Regions from separate parts of the Rattus norvegicus genome. Here region 1 is linked to region 2. Evidence: chromatin contacts called from public Hi-C data. All regions are on one chromosome and are shown on one strand. The core of a region is the stretch at or near the end of the contact, and the rest is flanking DNA. Distances in the headings are between cores, read along the strand shown.

Region 1 (7,271 bases), core at 958-3,457, 480 kb after region 2:
TAAGAGGATTCTTGTTCTATTATTCATATGTGAGAACACTGTTCATTTCTCTCAAAGAGATACAAGCTTGGTTGGTTTCCTAAATGTCCAACAATAAATATTTAAGATTCACCAGGAAGGGTCGTCATCATGGGCTGGAACACAACACCAGGAATAACTCTGCTAAGCTTCCTGAATGCAGAAAATGAATAAATTACCATTCTATATAATATTTGTCTGAGATCTAACATCAAATACAAAGTGCTTGTATTTTATCTGCACAGTAACCCTAGGGAGGTGGACGGGCCACAGATTGCAAAGATTATGTAAACTGGACTTGCAGGCGTGTTTAAAATATATACATTAGAAGGCTCGAAAGGCTTTAGAGATGCTGGAGGGAGGTCAGAGCATTTGGGAACTTAAATCTCGGGTCTCCAATATTCGTGGACATATTTAAAAACCATTTATTCGGAGCTTGTTACAAGCCAGATGAGATGGCAGTGGGTACAAAGATGACTAAAACACAGCCGTCCAGCGTAGGAGGGAGATCAGGTTCTAGCCAGAAGTAAACAAGCCCCTGCTTTGCAGGGGAGGGGCGGCGATGTGTGCTCTCGAGAATGGAGAACAGGCCCACAGCTCTAATCCAATGTTCCTGCGGGAGACCGGCTCGGCGGTTGTTTACTAACGCCGCCGTATGCACAGAAAGGAGAAGGAGGGGGAGGAGGAGGAGGGGGCTTTGCCACGTGACTGGGGTCAGCTCTCACCAGCAGGGTGGGCTGCCGGAACTCTTCCCTCGCTACACAAATATCCCCGGGGGTCTGCACACAGGGTTCCTCTCATTTCGCTCCATGAGATAAACCCCGGGCCTGTGGAGCAGCCGAGTGCATGGTTCTATGGCCCCGGCGGGGTCTGGGCTGCCTGTCGCGCCTATAGCAACCCCCGCAGATCGTCGACTGCTGCGGGGGACTGAGCGCCATGGCGTTGAAAGCCCGTCCCAACCAACGGTCCTCGCTATCAGCTCGCCCCCCTGCTGCTCTCCGGGGCCTAGATTCCTCCCTGCATTCATTGTGTTATGTGCCTCAAAGATACTTTTCACACAAATACTTAGTTGCACACAAATACTTAGTTGCACACGAATACTTAGTTGCACAGGAATGTATTGACAAGCACCCTTAAGAGGAAAATCACCCAGGGCTCTGGATCCTGACCCTACGCGGCTCCCACGCCTGCGTCGTGGCACCCGGGAGACCTCAACTGTGGCCAAGATGTTCCCAATCAGACCCCAAAGCTGAGGCCAAGATTGAGGGCAAGGCACCCCATAAACTCATGCTGCAGATATGGGTCTGTCATCGATGTTTGCCCGTGACCCCGGCCTCCTGAGCTAAGGATGTTCTAAGGATGCAGCAGCTACAGCCCTGGGGGCCCCTGGGAACCCCCCCCCCCCAGCCAGGTAGCAGCCATCGGTTGAGTGGCTCCAGGGACCCGGGAGGCAACCAGAAGCCTCAGCTCGACGAAACGTGGGCATAGCCAAAACACAAAATTCTTTTGTCGGGAGTGGGACCGAGGGAGTGCCTTTAAGTTTAGGGACCTTTACCACTTGTCCTGCACAACACTGTAGTGCCCAAGTGTGGGTACCTGACCACTCTTGATTGCCCACAGCGAGGCCTAACGCCCAAGCTTTTTCTGTCATTACTTTTTTTCCTGGCCTGGTTGTTTTTCGGATACTTTTTTGTTTTTTTTCACAGTTAAAAAAAAAAAAAATGAGAGAGAGAGAGAGAAAGAGAGCCATCTCAGCAGCGCCAGTCGCCTGCAGTGGAGCGTGCCTGGCCTGCAGAGGCAGCCGTCTTCCACTTTTTTATTCCCGCCCCCGCTCAGGACTAGGCTCTACAAGAGCCACATTTCTGCCTGCCTGACAATTCTTCTAGAAGTTCACAATTGCCTGGACTCCAGTGGTGGTTTTCGGCTCTAGGGCCAAGTTTTTGAAGCCTTTTTCGGGCCAGGACGCCTGCCCTAAAGCCTCAACACACTTAGGAAAAGGGGAACAGGACACCCCGGGAAATACCCCAGAGAGGGCGGAGCGCTCCCATCCCCGGGGCAGGGCAATAAGGGAGCTCCCGCTCCCGGAACGTTGCAAGTAAACTCATGAATGTCGCAGGGGGGCACCCGCGAGGGACGGACAGGAAGAGGGCTGGGGAACGCTAGAGCCCGGGACCACAGCACGGAAGCCGGCTTGGGCAGGGTTGCAGCCAGATCCCGGGATGGAGGGTTGCCGGTGAAGAGGATTGAAGAGGAGTGAGGAGGCCGGGGAGGCAGGCCGTGAGGTCCTTATTGAAGGCCTACAGCCTGCTGGCAGTGGAGAACCAGGCCACCCAGGAAAGAAAGGGGTTAGGTCGACCTGAGCCATAATAGACTCAGTCGCCATATGGGAGCTGTAGACGCTTTTTGTAGTCCTGGGCTGGCCTGTTTGAAGCAGGCCTTTTGTGAGGAGAGTTAACCCAAACTCCCAAGTTAGAGCCACATGCCAGACACATTAGGGTTAGGGCGCCAGCACCTTTGGGGAGGTCTTAGGAAATGAGTGGGTAGGGGTCTTTTCCATCCCCTAGCCGGATTGGCGCGTTAGACGCTTGTAGATCCAAGGTTGGATTGGGGAGGGGTCTCCAGGACGTTAGATTTCTACGCAAGGATTGGGGGAATTCAAGTGCTTTGAGATCTGAGCCAGGCCTTGGGTAGGGGGAGTCAGACAATTGGAAAGCCTAGGTGGTTATTTGGGGAGGGGTCTTTGCGCTTTGGTGGAGCGCAAAATTGTGCCTTAAAAGCCTAAGGCCTTGTCAAGAGAGGTTTCTATGCAAGAGTGGACCAGCTAGGCCAGACCAAGAGAAAGAAAGTGAAAAATCAGGACTATAAGGGGGTGGGGGACCCTGAGAGGGTGGTCACAAAGGGTGAGACATGGCCACCAGGCGTTTAACCGACGCTTTCTTGTTGTTGCGGAATAATTCCATCCAAAACCGGCAGCTGTTAGCCGAGCAAGTGAGTAGTCACACCACCTCCAGCCCTCTGCATTCACGTAGCATTGCTGCGGTGAGTCTCCTGGCGGCCTCTCCAGACACACACACCGTGTGCACTGCGGCTCTGCCTGTCTGTCTGTCTCTGTCTGTCTCTCTGTCTAAAAAGAAAGAAAAAAAGAACAACGACAACAACCACAAGGCGACGACGACCAGGAGTGATACTTAATTGGAAGGGTTCCTTGGCCAGGGGTCATGGGGCACCCAACAACCCCCAATGGGGACCACAGTATCAATCCCTGACCTACTTTACTTTAGCCTTCTCACTCCTTGGGCCTCCCAGCCCCCCTCCCCCACCATCCGTCGACTCTGCACGACGACAGCCTCGATTTACATATGCTTTAGCACGAGGACTTGGAACCTAGGCCTTGCTCCATCCTTCTTTTTGTTTTGTTTTGTTTTGTTTGTCCCTCCCCTCCTCCCCGCCCCCCTGCAATGGCCTCACTTTGGTTCTGTGGGCCAGGTGGTTGGTTAACTGACTCAAATCCTTGCAGAGCAACCCCCCCCCTGCACCCTCCCCCCAGGAAGGAGTTGTTCTGTGTGTGTATATGTGTGTGTGTATGTGTGTATGTGTTTTGCTCATTTTCTTTTTCACCATTTTTTCCCCAGTGGCCCCAGTCCTCGGTGTGGCCATGTACTCTAGGAGTAATTGCTTTGCTGTTTTTTTGTTGTTCTTTTTTTTTTTTTTTTTTCAACCCGAGGTCTCACGTTGGTGAGACTGCAAGGTGCTGGGAGCTTCGTTTTCCATTTCCCACACAGGAAATTAAGCGTTCCTCTCCATTCGAACTTTTTTTTTTTTTTTATAAGAACATGATGCGGATGTGAAAATTAGCCCCCCAAAATAGCACATGGCTTTTGATTTTATTGACTAGAACTTCACTTTTCGCCTAGCAGTGTAAGGTGTTGTTGTTGTTGTTCTTTTTCAAAGCAATGTTCCAGAAAGATTGCTGTATTTGGTTTGTTTTCGATGGAGGCTTTGGCTTCCAGAGCTTCAGTTTCCTGCTATCTCAGATAGGGGGCGGGTCTGAATAGTGCAGCCAGATGAATATTGTTAGCTTTGTAATAATACCTTTAATTGAAAAGGGAAGGTTTGAATGGAAGCGGCCTTGAAGCATGGGGGAGTGCATGGTCACCCCAAGACCTTAGGGGGCTGCATTTGAAATACAGTTCGTGAAACCCTGAAGCTTCCTCGCCTTTTAAACACTATATTACCTTTTAATTTTTTCCTTTTATCATTTATTGAAGTGCTAATGAAAAATTAAGCTGTGTGTCGTGACTGTCACTGTGTTGCCAAGACAGTTATCCCTTTTTAGGTCACCGTGGAAAATATTTTTGTCTATATTGTTCACAGAAAAGGGATTTTTAAGCCGTGCAGGCAATTTTAAAGATAAAAGGATACAGGATGTAAACTCCGGCCACAAGGCATAGAGAACTAGCCGGAGTGTGATGAGGCTTTGTTTACATTTGTGTTTGAGGGATTTCTACATTTGTAAGCCGAAAGGAATAATATTACACGGAAATAAGTAGGAGAAAAATGTCAGCACGGAAATGTGTTCATTCTAACGCGGTTTTTGAAAAGAGTCTCCAGAAATAAACTGAGAAATAGTGAATGAATGTAATCCATGGGTCTTTGGTTATGCTAGTGAGGATCCCCTGTTCTTACGACTTAATTTTATGCTACCCCGTGGGGAAAACAAAACAAAACAGCTAAGCCCACACTAGAGCTTCTGGGGTCTCCGTTTTAACTGATGAAAAAGATGTTTGTTTTTTAAAATTTAATTCTGTTAGGTTGAAGTATCCTGAACCTTTAGGTAACCTGAGAGAAAAATTTTGACGCTTAATTCAGGGAGTTTAAAAACACAGTATCTTGGACCGGCAGCTTTTCAACAATACATTACTGAGTCCAACTGCTTTTTTAAATATTTTCCTAAGTTAGATAATTTGAATGTATATCTGTATATCTATATCTATATATGTGGAATAAAATAAGTTTAAACTGCTTAGCTATAGTATATGGTTTGGAAAAGCAGGTAATGTCAAGAAATATACAGCTCTATTTAACAAATTCAGACAGTTTTTTGAAACTAATTTATAAATCCAGCTAAAATTCATGTTGAAGTCAAGAACATTAAAAATATTTTCATATGTCACACTACTGAAAATACTGCATGCTTTTATGAGCCTGTGCTTCTGGAATTTTTCTTCGATGACTAAAAAGGAAACTCCAGTTCGTGGAAATACCTATGTTCAGTTCAGCCTGCCCCCCCCCCCCCAAAAAAAAACAACCCAGCTTTCTTTCAGTCCAATAAAAATAGTTTGCCTGAGTTACAATTTAAAAAGCAAAACTACATTTTTATATTTCTACATTTTAATTGTTATTTAAAATACAGACAGCTGTAAATCTGTCTCTGACACCGTTGTTTTTCAATTTGTTCATGAGGTTTTTTTCACAAATTATTTCTGCACCCAAAATAGTCAAGAATATCAAGATATTAACAGAATAGAGATTATAATTTTTTATAACTGTTCTGGGAGTCAAAAAAGCATTACAGATATTTTATTAAAAAAAAGATATGCTTGAGACAATTTTTAAAAACTACAGCGTCATTCGTGCAGTGCTTCTAGCTCAGAGCAGATTTGAGAACCACGCTTTTTGACTTGTAAATTTCAAAATCATGTAGTAAATCAGGAGTTTATCGGTCAGCTTTGAATATGGACAAGATATTAGATGATATTAGATTATCCAACTAATTGTAATTAAAATTGTTAATTCTGCTAGATGTCTTTAAGTGCTCACTACTAAGGTAGCACTGATTTTAAATATTCTGCTCTCACAGACATAGGAAGCCGGAAAGCAGAGCTTTGCTGACTTAGACCCAGGCATGCAGTTTTTCCTCAGGGACCTGAACCCCTTTACTTTCTTATTGTATTTTAAGCAGATATTTCAGCATGGAGAAATCACAAATAGAAACTTTAAAAGTATGTACCTGTCTTAGTCAGTAAGACAAAGAGACAATTGTAACTGCATATTTAAACCTGGATAATTAAAAAGGAGGTAAGCAAACCAGAGAATTTAATTTTTAAAGATCATTACCTGGAAATCTACATTTCTAATTAGCAGGGCACACCGTAGACATTGCTTTTGGGGTGTGGCTTGTCTCGTGTGTAACCGATAGTAAATACCTAACATAACAGCTTTTGTTTAAAGATTGAACATGGGGCTTTTGTGTCCTTACATGAAAACAGTACTACAGAAGTGGATCGCAGAGCCGTGTGTGGATGTGCGTTTCTCACACAGTGCAAAACAAACCACAGTAGAAGCCTGAACGTTTAAAAGCATGAGTCCCATCTTTTTTTAAGTAGTTTGAAGAGAAAGCTCTAAGTTTGTTGGTGATGATTGCTGTAGGAGCTGTGCATGCAAAGTAGGTGCAGGTAGATGTGTCGCAAGTAAGGGTGGATTTAAGGAGGATTTGCAGCAGCAAAAACAAGCAACAGAATGTCCCAAGGGCCAGACTGAACCTAAAGGCCTTGGCCCAATGTCCCTTTTTGTGGAACCTTCATGTTTCCCTGCTGGACACTTCTGCAATGGGCAGGGCAGTCGGCAGCTGTTACCTTTTACTTCTGAAATGTGTTTTTCTTTATCAATGCCAGCGATTTTCCTGCCTCCCACTTGGTGGTCTGTCTGCAGCAGAGGACACTGACTCTTCCCGCATGTGGACCCTCTCAGCCGCCTGGCTCCCTGGAGGGTTGTTCTAGGTCCAGCCATCCCGGGTCAGACGCATAGTTTAAGTTTGTCCCCTGTGGATGAGAGCTGATTTTTCTCTACTCTTTTTAAAATTCAGCACAGCATCTACCCAGATTTCTACCCACTTATGTCTCGTGTTTATGTTAGTAAAGTTAACTGTTAGAAACGACTGGGGCTGGCTTTTGCACCCAAGCCAAAGGCACTTGTTGGTGATTTTCAGGACTTGTGTTCTGCCTTGGTTTTTGGGCATCCATCACGCTGTCCGTCGGGCAGCATGTGATACAGGGAGAGAGAGATGGATGCGAGTCTGGGAATTCAGTCTAAGCCCTGCTCTGCTGTGGATGTAATCTTTTTGGACATCTTTTGTCTCCTTGCTAAATTGAGGATTTTGAGTGAGGTGATCTCTGGTGGCCCCATCAATTCAGCAGTGTTTTCTGCAGTTCTGTTTTAATACTTGTTTCTCCTGACCAAAGCACACAACCTTA
Region 2 (7,017 bases), core at 1,215-3,714:
GAGTTCTGGGGTCCTCATGAATCAGGGTTGGTTTGAACCTTCATTCCCTCACAGGGACAACTGATGCCAGCTTTGAGGGACTCATGAACACAAGATTTTCTTGGGAGTGGGAAACCAGAGCGAGCGAGCCTGGCTTCAACTTTCAGGGGGTTCTCCTGTGGGCTTGACTCATTTAATCCTTGGAACCTTGATGAGGATGCTTGGCTTGTACTGGGGTCTTGCTGTGTTCATGGGAGAGCTTGAGGGCTGGCTTTCAGAGGTAGGCAGGGTTGGGTTTGGATGTGGGGGTCCAGCTGTGGGCAAGGTCCATTTTAGGACCTAGCATCCTTATGTGGATTGGGGTTTGGCAGTACGGATGAGTGGTGATAGCTGGGAGGAAGGGTGTCTCAGAGTTGGGGACATAGGCTCTCTGTTGATGCTTGTGATTGTGGGCGGAGTCTGCTCTGGGACTTAGGGTGCTGGTGTGGCCAGGGGCAGTTAGAGGATGTGGGGATCAAGCAGCAGTGTATGAACACACTGTGGGACCCTGAGGTGGGCAGGGTTCGTCTGAGCTTCAGCACCCTTCTGTGGAAACAGCTATGGAGAATGACTGGTCCTGGTGGCTAGCCTGGGGACTTGGGGCTCAGATTTGGTCAGGCTTGTTTTGATTTGGGGTCCTAAGGTAGGTAAGGTTTGGAGTTTCAGTGTCCTCTCATGTAAATGCAGTTGCTGGAGTATTTGGGGGTTCTGGGGTGGTGATAGCTAGTCTGGAGACTTGGGGTTCAGTCTTGGGGGGTACCGAAGTGGAAAGTATTTGGTTTGCTTTTGATATCCTCATGAGTACGTTGGTGGAGTACTTGGGTCCTGAGAGAGTGGTGGCTAACCTAGATACTTGAGGTTCAAGCCTGGGTTCAGGTTTGTTCTGGGCTTGGGGGGTTCCAGGATGAGCAAGGTTCATTTTGAGTTTTAGTATCTCTGTATGCACAGTTAGAGTTTGGGGAGCTGCAGTAGTAGTTAGCCTGAGAGTTTTGGGGGTTTAGCCTTGAGTAGGTGTGCTCTGGACTTGGGGGTTGTAGGACTGGCAGGTTTTATTTGAACTTTAGCACCCGTGGAAGAATGTATACTTGGTCTGAGTTGGGGCGGGGGTGTCTTGTGGTAGTGGTTAGTGTGCGAGGGAGATCTGGACATTCCGATGTTCTGGGTTTGGGGTTCCAGAAGGGGATGTTTGATCTGAGTTTTAGCATCTCTATGTAGACACAGTTGATGGAAGTTTGAGGTCATGCTTGGTCTGGATTTGGGGCTTCCTAAGATGGGCAGGATTTTTTTTAGTATCTTGAGTGGCCAGTGGGGACAGAGGACTTGGGTTCCTGAGGCAGTGGTCATTAGCCTAGAGACTAAGTCAGTCTTGGCTAACTTTGTCCTGGGTCTTGAGGGTCCCAGGTCTAGGTGGCTTCTTCTGTGTTTGTGCAGCTATGTATGGACACAGTCGACTGAGTTTTAGGGTTAGGGTTCTGAGCTGGTTATTTTCAGCTTGGAGATTTGGGGGTTCAATCTTAGGCAGATGTCCTCTGCCTTTGAGGATCTGACCCAGCAGATTTTGTCCCAGCTTTTGAAATGCTGGCTAGAGAACTTGGTGTTCACCTCTTAGGATTTTTTTTGGATCCAAGTTCTCATGGAGGGAAAGGCCTGTCCTTGATTTGGTGGTGGTGGTGGGGTCTACTGAGGCCTTGTTTTCTTTCAAGTGTGCAGTCTTAGGTAGACATGGCTGTCTTAGGGGCTTGGGTTCCCTTCTGAAGACAAGAGGCTGCCCCGAAGGTCTTGTGGTTTTGAGATTTGAGGTTCTGAGTAGCCTGTACTTGCTCAAGATTGGAAGACTGCAGCCTGGGACAGACACAATGTGTGCGAGCCAGGTTCACCTTTATGTTTGGGGTTTAATAAGACACCCACCCACCCATATGTTTGAACTCAGGAGTCCTTGAGTAGCCAGTGCTCCAAGGGGCCTTTCTAGATGGGCTTCAAGGTGGTTGGGGTTGACTTGGTCACCTTGGGTTCTCTGGTAGTTAAGTGTCTTGGGGACCCAAGGGCAGGAGTGGGCCGGGGGCCTTGCGTGGGAGGAGGTCATGGGGTATGGGAAGGGGTCGGGCAGGGGCCACCTTGGTCCAGGAAATGCAGCCGCTGCAGGTTGAAGGGGATGCCGACCATCAGGTCTAGCTCTTCTTTGAGCTCCCGCACCGTCATGTCACTGCGGCAGTTGGCCACGCGGAACAGCTCTCCAGTCTCCTCAAGCCTCACCCGCAGGACATAGACGTCAGGGGTCAAGTCTGGCGACGCGGTGGAGGCGAGCGGGTCCCCTGTGTGCCCCTTAATCCGCGCGCGGGCCCGGCTGGAGGGCTGAGCGGGGCGCGCGCCCGCCTTGGGGTCATCCCCATGCTTCTTTGGCGGACGCGCGCCCGCCCTCGCCATGTCTACCGCCCTCCGCATGGCCCGCGTCATCCCGCGCGTCATCGCCGCCCCCGCCTGGGGCCCCCCGGGACGGGAGAGGGGCGCCCACGCTTCCGGAGACGGCCCCCACCCACCCTCCTACGCGGCCCTCGCGCGCTTCCTAGGCCTATGGGGAGCCTGTCTGTTTAGAGCAGTCTGCATGATTAGGGAGAAACGCTGGGCCCAGTTTCTAAGGCTTGCCGCCATCCAAGCTGACCTGGGCCACGCTGGAACAGGCAGAGGATTGCGTGGAAATGACATCAAACCCGTGGGCCCTGACGTTCCATCCTCGGAGGGAGAAAAGTATGGAGAACACCTGATGGGAAGGCTAGGCTTGAACCTTTTCAGGGGGAGCTCACACCGCAGGGTTGGGAGGGTGGAGGCCCTTAAACATCAGACCCTAAGCAAGGTCTTTAGGGGCTGAAGGAAGCACCTCAGAAGGGGCAGGGAGCCAGAAAGCCCTTTGAAAACTCTTGTTGTTACCAAGAACTAAGAGATGCTTGAAAAACACATTTAGTGTTAGCAGTTTCTTACAAAAATTTGGACTGAGGCACGGTGGTCCAGACCATCCGCACACTTGGGGGCAGAGCACATGCCGGTCAAGGTGATCTAAAGGGCGGGGGGCGTGGTTTAATCAGAGAGGCTCATTCTCAATGATGGATAATTATAATGTGCACGGTAAACAGGTTGGGCTTTTATCGGGTCTTATAGTCTTTCCCGGGCAGTGCTGAGTATTGATCCCAAAGCTTCACTCAGAAGTTTGCTGGCTGGCTAGCCAGTCTTGATAGGAGTCTGGTCTTGTCCAAACTGGTCAATTTAATTTCAGTTCCTACATTCTACCTCAGAACACTAAATATTTATTTTTATTTCATATTTATTATTTTTGTTTTTTGATAGCTTTCTCTGTGTAGCCCTGGGTCTCCTGGAATTCGCTCTCTAGACCAGGTTGACCTCAAGATCAGAATCTGCCTGCCTCCTCTTCCCTTGAAGGCCTGTGTCACCGCTGCCTGGCTCTTCTGCTTTTCATTATAGAAGATTATGCTCTGTAAAGAACCCAAGATTCTAGCTGGATAATTTTCCTTACTTTTAGACCAACAAATTTTAATATGGTGTCCATTCCCTGAGCTTAAATAAAGGCTTGTTTGCTGTGCAAGCCTTCTACCCCATGTACTTACCATAGACACACAGTAAACACAGAGTGGGCCAGTGTTTGTTTTTGTCTTTAATCATTTGTCTCTAACTCTAATGAATTAATCTGTGCTAACATAGCCCATCTGTTGTCTGTGTGTGGTATTTGAGTTCTTTACATATGCCCCACTCTCTTTAGCACAGCATAGACGCCTGCCTTTCTTTCCTTTTAAATAACAAGATCAATAGTATTTGGGGACCTGCAGGGGCGTCCTGTATGACAGGAAATTCAATATGTGGCTTTACAATTTATTTATTTATTTATTTTTTGGTTCTTTTTTTCGGAGCTGGGGACTGAACCCAGGGCCTTGCGCTTCCTAGGCAAGCGCTCTGCCACTGAGCCAAATCCCCAACCCCATACAATTTTTAAAAAGAGGCACTTGTGTCCCATGGGCTACCCGCTACTGTGCCTTGTTAAAACCAGAACACAAAACAGGGACAGACATGGGTACAGAACCATAGTCCAATGTTTACAGAACACAGGATTATCAATTAATGAAAATGTTTAAAAACTATACGAGCACCTTTTGTTCATCTGAGATTCAAAACTAGGAAATTAGGTTCTGTGTGCTTAAGCCAATGTAAAGAGTCAATGGTTTATAGAAAGTTATGGTTAAAGTATGGTTTCTTCTCTTCTTCCTTTTCCTTTTCTTTTTTTTCCTTTTTTCTTTTCTTTTTTCTTCTTTGGGAGTCTGAAGTGTAACCAGTATCCATGTATCCCAGCCATCAGTCCCTCCCCCAACCCCCAGGCCTTGGCCATGTCCACATTAAACAACCTTCTGACACTAGCTACTGTCAAAGACCAACACACATTTTCACAGTTTCTGAAGTGGGGAAGGGTGAGGGCTGGAGAAGATACTGCAAGCATAGCAGTTGATAAAGTGCAGTATCGAGAGGTGCTACACAACAGAGGGGTAACAGTTCTTTACTAGGCCGCTGTCACAAGGACACTTCAAAAGTCCGTAAGATGAGTGGAGTCAGCAGCAATCCAAAGCAGAACAAGATTTCACGTGACATGTTTACTCCTGCAGAGCTGATGTTACATCCATAGCTCTTCCTGTCAAGTTAGTTACATACGTACAGTACTTCAGCTGGAGACCAAACACAGTGCCATGAACTCCATTTTCTGGGAGAGGATTAGGGCACGAAGCCCAGAGAATACTTACAAGCTTCTACTAAATTACTTTATTGGCGAGCGGAGCTGTATTTATGCTCCATTTTCTTGAACAGCGTTTTGTTAAGTAGCTCGTACAGGCCTAGAATTCTCTATCTTAGGTTTGAACTTTTGATCTCCCTGCTTCAGCCTTCCAGGTCCCGGAAGCTCCTGTACTAGGCTCTAAGGGGAGATTTTCTATAACGAGTCTTTCCTAAAAAACAAACTGCTGGCGACAGCTGATGATGAGGAAGCCCGAGCGCCATTGGTACCTGGATCCACAACAACCTCTCTACAAACTGCCACTGACCGGGTCTGGGGGTGGGGGCGGTGTGGGGGTGGGGCACTAGCTGCCATCACCTGAAAGAGGCTGCATCTAGAAGCTCTTATACAACTAACTGGGTTCTCTTCAAGTACAAGCCACATGTGCATCAGAGGCCTCCCCGGGCGACTTGTCTATAGCAAGCACTCTGCATCCTTGGTTCTAAGGAAGCAAAAATCGAAGAAACTTCTTGGTCCTGGGCCAACTGCAGAGCCAAGTCTCTTCAACAACTTTAAGATGATGGTTCCTAGCATTTCCAAAACAGGCTAAGGAGAGAAAAGCTGGAGTCCCATGTGCCATGAACTGTGTTGTATAACACATCCTAGTTTTGTTGTCTTTTAGGCCACGTCAAGACCCTGGAAAATTTTTCCAAAAATATCATTTCACTTAAGTCCTTTCAGATGATAAAATATCTCATTCCAAAAGTATGGCTGAGATTTTAATGGTGGACTGCTAGTAGTGGCACCTGTTTTAAAAGTTAGAGTAACTAAGCCTTTCTGTGCATCTCGCTCTGTAGTTCACGAGAACTGATGTGTGGGGAGCAGGACAGGGAAGGCTGGAAATGAACAAAGGGCCTACACTATGGTGGGGAGACAAGCCAGTAGACATACAGCTTGTACTCACTCAGGCTTAAACAGCCCACTGTAATTCTTTGCAGACCTAGCTGCCACCTGCCACAGCCAGGGTTAGCAGAGAAGCCAGCAAGGCCCACACACCCTTCTCCAGCACTATGTTCACAGGACCTTGGCCTGCAGAACCCTCACATGTGGCATGGGATCGTACACTAGGCTCAGGAGGCTGGGAAGCAAGTGGTCTGCAAACTGGCCCACAGCAGCAGACTCTTCCCTCGCCACAGCCTGCAGACGTGAGAGCCCAGCAGTGACTTTCTCAAGATTTCAAAGCACACATACTTCTGTAATTGTAAAGGCATTACTTCAGAATCTGTAGGTTTGAGACGAGAGAGGGAGGGAGGGAGGAGGAGGAGGGGGCAGGGGGGGACTTTTAAATTTCAAGAACTGAATTTATAATTTTTGTAGCTCACTACCAAGGAATGGCTGACAAGGACTGCAAGGTCTAGACGAGAAACATGGGCTCTGGAGCCAGGCAGGTGTAGATCTGAAACTTAAACTGGTCACTCTGTGGCCTCAGGTAAGTTGTTTAGCTTTTCTTCAACAGCACAGCAGCTGATCCTTTGTAACAATCACCCTGCACTAAGCCACCATGGTGTACACGCCTGGACATAAGACCTTGTTCAGAACCTTTACAGCAGGCAGGGACTGGCTACCAGTCTACCCTATATGCTGGCCCCCGGCTCACACTTCTGAAGCCGGTCATGCCTACATGAGCTCAGCACTGGGGTCTGCACACTGTCCCTAACTTGGAGAGCCTAGAGGACACTCCTTCCTTCCTCCTCACAGCTGGTTCTGGAGAGCAACACCAGCCTTGTTTTACAGGTGAGAAAATTCTGTACCAGTGTGGCGGTGGTACCGAAAGGCTTAGGACCAACAAGCGTGTGGAGACCTGAGCTAGGCACACAGACTCGGGTTCCTGTGAGTGTTCCCTCTAAGGGAAGTCCGTATCAGGGTGAGTTAGCGCCATGGTCACAGTGTCTCAGGGTCATCACAGGCTCTGGAGCCATGACTGGGTCAGACAGGCATGGAATAGCATGCTGCAGAGATGGGCTCTAGGCCAGCGAGGTCTCTCTGGATCTGCCTCATCACCCTAGTTCCTTCTTCCAGATAGAGATTAACAAGTCTGTGAGGTAGAGCCATCTCAGGAGCACCAATTAGTCCCTTGCATTGTGTTTTTCTGGATTTCCTACATTTTTGATAATTAGGGTTTTTTTTTTCACCTCAAAAAAGATCTTGTTGGTTTTTCTTAAACAAAATGAATT

Evidence for each region. Hi-C and Micro-C count contacts between places; a contact is called where the count stands out from the background.
Region 1: a contact with region 2 is called in a Hi-C map of Schwann cells, with 4 times the contacts expected there. The contact joins the promoter of Stx16 here to the promoter of Ankrd60 in region 2. A contact is called at or near these places in 3 of 12 Hi-C or Micro-C datasets (the A7r5 cell line, Schwann cells and psoas muscle).

The regions. Positions count from the first base shown.
Region 1 is chr3:183,269,864-183,277,134 of GRCr8, forward strand. Stx16 (syntaxin 16) reads left to right here and starts at 2,208. Exons shown (of 9, transcript NM_001401893.1): 1 at 2,208-3,057. The coding sequence starts at 2,926.
Region 2 is chr3:182,791,388-182,798,404 of GRCr8, forward strand. It overlaps Ankrd60 (ankyrin repeat domain 60), which reads right to left and starts at 2,465. Exons shown (of 4, transcript XM_039106735.2): 1 at 2,133-2,465. The coding sequence starts at 2,460. LOC134486504 (a long non-coding RNA gene) reads left to right here and starts at 2,525. Exons shown (of 2, transcript XR_010065549.1): 1 at 2,525-2,763; 2 at 3,358-4,372.